2 separate regions of the Mus musculus genome follow, and region 1 is linked to region 2. A link is a contact called in public HiChIP or PLAC-seq data. All regions are on one chromosome and are shown on one strand. Each heading gives the region's core, a stretch centred on a gene start, on an enhancer-like site or on the middle of the called end of the contact. The rest is flanking DNA. Distances are from core to core; before and after follow the strand shown.

Evidence for each region. HiChIP or PLAC-seq counts read pairs in DNA pulled down with a chosen protein or histone mark.
Region 1: a contact with region 2 is called in an H3K27ac HiChIP or PLAC-seq map of embryonic stem cells, with 3 times the contacts expected there. The contact joins the promoter of Krtap31-2 here to the promoter of Krt222 in region 2. A contact is called at or near these places in 1 of 115 datasets of contacts at active chromatin or transcription factors (embryonic stem cells) and 1 of 9 other capture datasets (embryonic stem cells).

What each region holds. Positions count from the first base shown.
Region 1 is chr11:99,934,165-99,937,602 of GRCm38.p6, reverse strand. Krtap31-2 (keratin associated protein 31-2) reads right to left here and starts at 1,312. Exons shown (of 1, transcript NM_001025244.3): 1 at 378-1,312. The coding sequence starts at 1,259. The coding sequence ends at 726.
Region 2 is chr11:99,242,153-99,245,594 of GRCm38.p6, reverse strand. It overlaps Krt222 (keratin 222), which reads left to right and starts at 1,448. Exons shown (of 6, transcript NM_172946.3): 1 at 1,448-1,652. The coding sequence starts at 1,557. Gm32385 (a long non-coding RNA gene) reads right to left here and starts at 1,700. Exons shown (of 4, transcript XR_389025.3): 1 at 1,613-1,700.

The DNA.
Region 1 (3,438 bases), core at 63-2,562, 690 kb before region 2:
TCGCACAAGGTTCTCGTCTCTCTCTATCCCCCAATTTGGTTCTTAGGAGAAGGTCCCCTCGAGACTCTCGAATAACTGGACCTGCTGGATGGGTCAGCTATGTGATCCGCTTAAATGATGTGTATAAAAGCCAGACAGAAAAGAAGGGAACAGACCATTGGTTTATGGGAGCAGAGGTTGGAGGAACTATGAAGATAGCAATCAGTTGGTATTAGATTTCATTTGTGCCAGATAAAAACCTTTCATGGATCTGATGTTGAACAGCATGCTGAGTGTCACTGATACAAGGGAGCCTCGTTGAGTATTTAAACATCTTTTGATTAAGTAGATTTGACATGAAGTGACTTATCAAAATATAATGACAGACAATATGGAATGAATGGCAGCAGAGAGTTTATTTGAATTACTTGTTTCTAGTGATACAAATCGGAAGTGAGCAGAAAGAAGAAAAAGAGTACACAAAAATTGGGGGTAACCCAGAAGAAAATACAGGTTAAATAAAGTTACATTTTAGGAAGTTATTTGATGAAAGATGTAAAGATCCTGGCCCAGAACTTTAACTGATGCCAGACCTTCATATCAGCCATCCAGGAAGACCATCCACAGTCTCAGGAGATGAGAGGCTGAGGGTGAGGGACTCCATCCTTTCTCAAAGCATTTCATCTCTTAAGAAAGACTCCATTTGTCAGGTCCCCTGGTGAGAACATGAAGTTGGCCAGCAAAGGTTAAGAGGTGGCTTCGTGCACACAGGGCATGCCAGCTCTCGCAGGAGCATGGCTTTGTTCCTTTGGGAGCTGGTCATCAGTGGGAGATGGGCACACACAGCAGGGCTGGCAGCAGGGTGTGCTGCAGCCAATGATCACACAGGAGGGTTTAAAGGAGATGGTCTTGCAGCAGCTGGTTTCACAGCAAGTTGGTTGGCAGCAGAGCTGGAAGAGGCTAGGCTGGCAGCAGGTGGGCACGCAGCAGCTGGGCTGGCAGCAAGGTGTGCTGCAGCAGATGGTCACACAGGTTGGCTTGCAGCAGTTGCTGTCACAGGAGGCAGGGTCACAGCAGGTTGGTGGACAGCACAGCTGGGAACAGCTGTTGACAGTCTTGGTGCTGTGGCAGCAGATAGACTTGCAACAACAGGGTGTGCTGCACCAACTTGGGGCGCAGCAGATGAACACAGGGCAGCTGGATTCAGAGCTGGATTCAGAGCTGCTGGAGGTCCTGCAGGAGGTGGTCTTGCAGCAGCATGGCTGACAGGTGTGGGTCATGGTGTCAGGAGAGGAGGGTGATAGTCTATTCCCAGGTGAGTTTTACACAATGTAGCAAGTTCTTCCAGTCAGGGCCTTTTATACAACAGGCCTCCAAGGTTTGGACCAATCAGAAGGAGGTTTCTTTCTTGTTTATTATTTTCCATATTTAATTTGTGTTCATCAAGGAAGAATTCCTTACCCAATGCTCTGAATCATTTGCAAGCATTCATTACTTATCTGGTGATAACTTACTTGAAGACTTACTTGAAGTTTTTCCAACAAATCAGGGATTCATCCCACCAGTTTTGTTATAACTCTGATGGTCATCTGGGCCTTCGTTAGCTCCTGACTGTATGGCAATATCAAGATTACTGTATTCTTGCAACCTTCTCCCCATATCCCTACTTAGAAGTATAAATGTCTCTGCATATGAGTGTGGTGTATTCACAATCATGGACTCCACACCTATTTCCCTGTCTTTTTGCCCGCAATGTCCAATTCCAAACTGTCTTAGCTGTCAATCTCTGTGTAAATTCCTCTCACTGTGTATCTGAGGCATAGTAAGGGTGCTGTGAGCTAGGGTTTCTGGAACAATGTGTTTCATAGCAGAGTAAGCATAGTAAACCAATACTGGAGGAATGAAAACAAGCAAACGAAGGAACAAACAAACAAACACCCAGCACTTAGGAATAAGCAGACATCAGGGGATGTGTGGGTGAGCATGAGTCTTGACTCTGACTGGGGCAGCTCCTGGGGTAGATGTACTTTTAGCTTTAGAGCCAGACAAACTGGAGTGGGCAAGATGACTCCAGTGCACAGGGGCTGTCTGCAGCATCAAGGATCTTAGACTGGTGATCTTTCCCATGATTCTCTTTTACTTCTAACCCTATCTCTCTGTCCGGCCTTTCTCCTTCAGTTTCCATTTCTTTTCTTTCTATTCCATGAAGGAATCATGTACCTAATTTATTACCCATTTCACCTGTGAGGACCAAGATATGCCCCCTTCCTTTTCTACTACTCATACTAATAAATGTAAATTATTAATTTCTCATTTGAGAGAATAAAGAGCAAACACAGCCATACCAGTATTAAAGAAATGGAAACCAACCCAGTTCCTACAAATCATTTCATGTCACTCACCCCCAAAGGCTGTTCCTACTACCATCCAGGGTCTGTTTGTCGTCCAGTCCTGGGCATCATGTTTAACCTCAATGCCAATCAAAATCATTCTGTCTTTGTTCATAGGATGATTGTGACAATCTTCACCATCCTGACCCCAAGTTTGCTTGCTCTGATTCCTGTGTACTTTTCAGCTGGATGAATTTGACACAGCTCATTGGCTGAAACTTTTTCGTAGAAAATAATTTGGGACTATTCATTACCATGCTGCCACAAGTGTTTGTGTTTTAGATGCTGCTGCTGACTGTACAGAACTGGGTACCTGGACACTTGCTTCTCACTAAATGCTTGTGCATTCCTTTGCAGGAGCCTAAGCCTTTTTCACTAGGTTTATTCTTGGATATTTTCTTTTTTATTGCCCTACATGGGTTTCAATTTATAACTTTCATTTTTGTTTCTTATGACATATGGAAAGTCACTTCTACCCTCTCTCCTGGCCCCTGTGGTTTCCTCTGGAATCATTTTCTCTTCCCAAATAGTCCTACTGTTCTTTCCTGTGCTCTCCCCTCCTTCGATGAGGAAACATGAATTCTGTCTTTTTGAGTCTGAATTACTTAACAAGACGATCTCAAATTTAACCCATTTTCTGGCTAGTGACAACATTTGTCCTTCCTTATGTATGCTATGTTTTATTTATGAATTTGTCCACTGACAGACACGAAGCTGCTTCTTTGTTTTATGTATTGCATAGTCGATTAGATTGCTCATATGGTGGTTCTAATTTTAGGTTTTTTTTTTTAAAGATCTTACAAGCTAATTTCCATACAGCTTGTACTAATTTACAGTCCCATTAACTGTGTGTAAAGGTTTTCTTCCTCCCTCCCCCTGTATTCTCACCAGCACTTGTTATTGTTTGTTTTCTTGATGACAGCTGTTCTTGACAGGAATGTGGTAGAATTTCAAAGAACTTTTTTTTTTTTTTTTTTTTTTGGTTTTTTTCGAGACAGGGTTTCTCTGTATAGCCCTGGCTGTCCTGGAACTCACTTTGTAGACCAGGCTGGCCTCGAACTCAGAAATC
Region 2 (3,442 bases), core at 199-2,698:
AGCGTTCAGCATACAGTCAAAAGTCCCTAAGACAGTGATGCTGTCATTTCAATGAACCACCTTGGGTAGGACACTTGACCCCTCTGACCACAGTTCTTCCATCTTTACAGGTCCCAGAATGAAAAGATTGGGTGGAACACCGTTGTTGGAAGAGCTGAGGGTGAGTCCCTTCAGTGTGACGTGTTCTCTACCTGCTCTCTAGTAGCAAAAGTCTCCCTCAGTGGGGGTCCCATTGCAGGGGCCGAAGGGCTCCATTTCACAAGCCTGGTAGAATTAACTCCTGGCTCCCACCCTGCTCCAGTGCCCGTCTCCAGCCTCGCCTCATCTGGAATAAGAGTGACTTCAGGAATCCACCTCAATCCCTCACACTCTACTCCTGGGCTGGCGTCCACGGCCGGCCGTTTGAGAACCACGGCTCATGACAGTCATCTGCCTCACTCGAGAGTAGAGTAGCTGTCAGAACGCTGGACATGTACAAACACATTCAGAGGACTTTCCGTAGCATTCGGGGTTTTTAAAATTAATTTTCTTAAGTTAGCATACAAAGTCACAGGGAAGCCATTTCACCATTTCCTTCCATGGGACATTGTCCTGTTTGTAGGCATCCACCTCCGCCATGGCCCTTCACCACCACCCACAACCTTACCTGTCTCATCTGAACCAGTCCCTGCCTGCTTCTTGTCACCTGTATTCCTTTAACCCTTTGTTTCCTTCTGCCTTCCCTCTCCTTTAGCATTTTGTTAAAAAATCAAAACATTTTTTTTTAAAATACTATAAAGAAAAGTTTAAACTATCATATTTGGAGCCCAGTATAATTATTTTTTTAAAAGAATTATTTATTTTATGTATATGAGTACACTGTCGCTGTCTCCAGATACACCAGAAGAGGGCATCTGATCCCATTACAGATGGTCGTGAGCCACCATGTGGTTGCTGGGAATTGAACTCAGGACCTCTGGAAGAGCAGTCAGTGCTCTTAACCACTGAGCCATTTCTAAAGCCCCCCAGTTTAATTCCTAAGCAATATGTTGGAAAAGCTAAATAAATTTCGTGTTTTATTTTGGGTTTGGGAGGTGGTTTGTTTGGGTGTCGTTGTTTCTGTTGTTTTGTTCTCCATCAGGGGTCTCACTACGAAGTCCTGACTGACCTTGAACTCAAGATCATTCTGCCTGAGTGCTAAGATAATATGCCTGCCCACTGTGACTGGCTAACTACAATTTGCTTAAGGTTGTGAGCACCCCACCCCCACAGGCAAAGCATTCACTTTGCATAGGAAACCTTTGCAGTGACCCTGTGGGTGTCATTTTCCTCTCTTCCTGGAGACTCCGAAGGTCTCTGCTGTATCAACAACAATGGGCGGGAAGGGTTTCTCAACATTTGCATAATTAATTAGCAACCCTGGAGTTTCCCCCGGCTTCTGGTGGGGGAAATGGATCTCTGCTTCTTTAAGGCTCTGCGGGGCTGTCTGCTCTGGCGACGCAGGCAGGGCAGGCTCTGCCGCAGCGGCTCATCCCATCGCTAAGGTCCAGTTAGCCAAGGTGGAGGATGGGAAAAGAATGGAGCTGTCCCAGCTCCTCAATGAGATCAGGGCAAACTATGAACAGCTCCTCACCAGAAATCAGATAGAGACGGTGTTGTCGACGCGGATCCAGGTAATGATTTCATTCAGCCAGGCACCTTCAGGATAAGGAGACAGTCCATGTCTACCCGATTCCTGTCCCGGCCTCTCTGAGGTACAGTATCTCCTTTTCCACGCAGCATCTACTGGGGAGGCGATGTAGGTGTTCCTGCACTGGGTCTGGGGTGGCAGGCAGGGAGAAAACCCTTTGGCTGTGCTGTTGAATAACCATTCAATAAATATTGATTGATGCATTGGGATTTTATAGAGATCGTAAGGTGACCGTCATTACTAAAACATGGAGTCAACAAGCAATAAAATGGTGCTCTCTGACCTCTTTGGGTTTTTTTTTTTTTTTTTTTTTTTTTTTTTTTTTTTTTTTTTCAGGAAGGAAGCATTCCAAACAACTCTTCAAAGATATTATGGAGTTAATTATAGAGGCAATTTAAATAACATCTGTAGACTCCAAGCTTGATAGTCAAGATTGTTTGCCTTGCACACTCTGGGGGGAGACAAAAAGCAAGAAAAATATTTCTAGAAGGTTTCTATCATATTTCCCAAGCACTTGGTTTCATACTGACTGTTATAAATAGAATCAACTGAGCATGTGAATGTGGCTTTGAGAACCAAGAATACAGATCTGACAATCAAAATCCCCCCAGCTGAGTAGTGAGAGACTCTACACTTAAAAGTAGCCATTTTTGCTTTGGGGGTAGAAGAACTGTTTACTTCCGACACAAAGCTTGCAAGATATTTAAAATAAATAAATGAAACAGAGCCAACTCAGACCAAGGCTCAATTCAAATCCTGTCTACTCAGTTTCAAAGTAATACCTGCCTTTAATAATTAAGGCCTCAAATTTAAATAAATTTAAAAGCAAATATTTGGGAAACAAAGTTTCAGAAACTCAGGACGGTTTTATTAGCTTACCTCTTATACCCGGGTTCAAATTGTATTCCCAGCACCTGGACACAGCAAAGAGTTTACTTAAGAACAGGGCCAAAAAACAAAAACAAAACAACAACAAAAAAATGATAGCTAAAAAAAAAAATCACAGGACTTTGTTTCGTTAGTAACTTATTGCAATATCATTATAAATTTTGCCTGTGGGTAATAGTCTTGGTTTTTAAAAAGAATGATCAGTTCAACGGATTAAACAAGGTCACCGGGCTCTTGGCTTAGATGGAGGAGAAGTTTGTTCTCTTCCCACGTGATAGAGAAAAATATTAAGAGAGGACAACTTTTGAAAATCATAAACCAAATAAAAATTTTGCAAAGTAAACTTATAAGTTGAATTTACAAGTCCCAGTGCTTGAAGTGACTTTGAATTTAAAAAAAAAAAAAAAAAAGCAAAACGTTTTGTAACATAAAAGTTCTTGAGAGAAATGTGTTTTCCCAAGTAACTCACAAAGTCGGTTTATTATATTATTGTAACATATGCAAAGCCCTGGGTTCAAGCCCTAGAACGATGCAAGTAAATCCGGAAAATAAACATACAGTTGCTTTGGCTAACAAGTAGTGCATAGTAAGTCACCTCCCAAAACTCAACAACCTAACATTTAGACCAACGCATCCTGTCTTGTAATTCAGTAGGATGAGGAGGCTGGGGGATGGGGACTCTGGGTGGTGCCCTACTGACTGGCATAACCAAAGTGACTGGCTAATGTGTTTGGGACCTTGGCAAGAGCTTACTGGAAGGCTAGCCTGAGATCCTTGAGCCTGCTACCTGCCCCCTCCACGTGGCCTCGGGTCCCTCTCTACCTAGCCTCCCTATATGACCTCTCTAACCAGGTATCCAGGTTTCTAAAATGATGACCCAGGGCT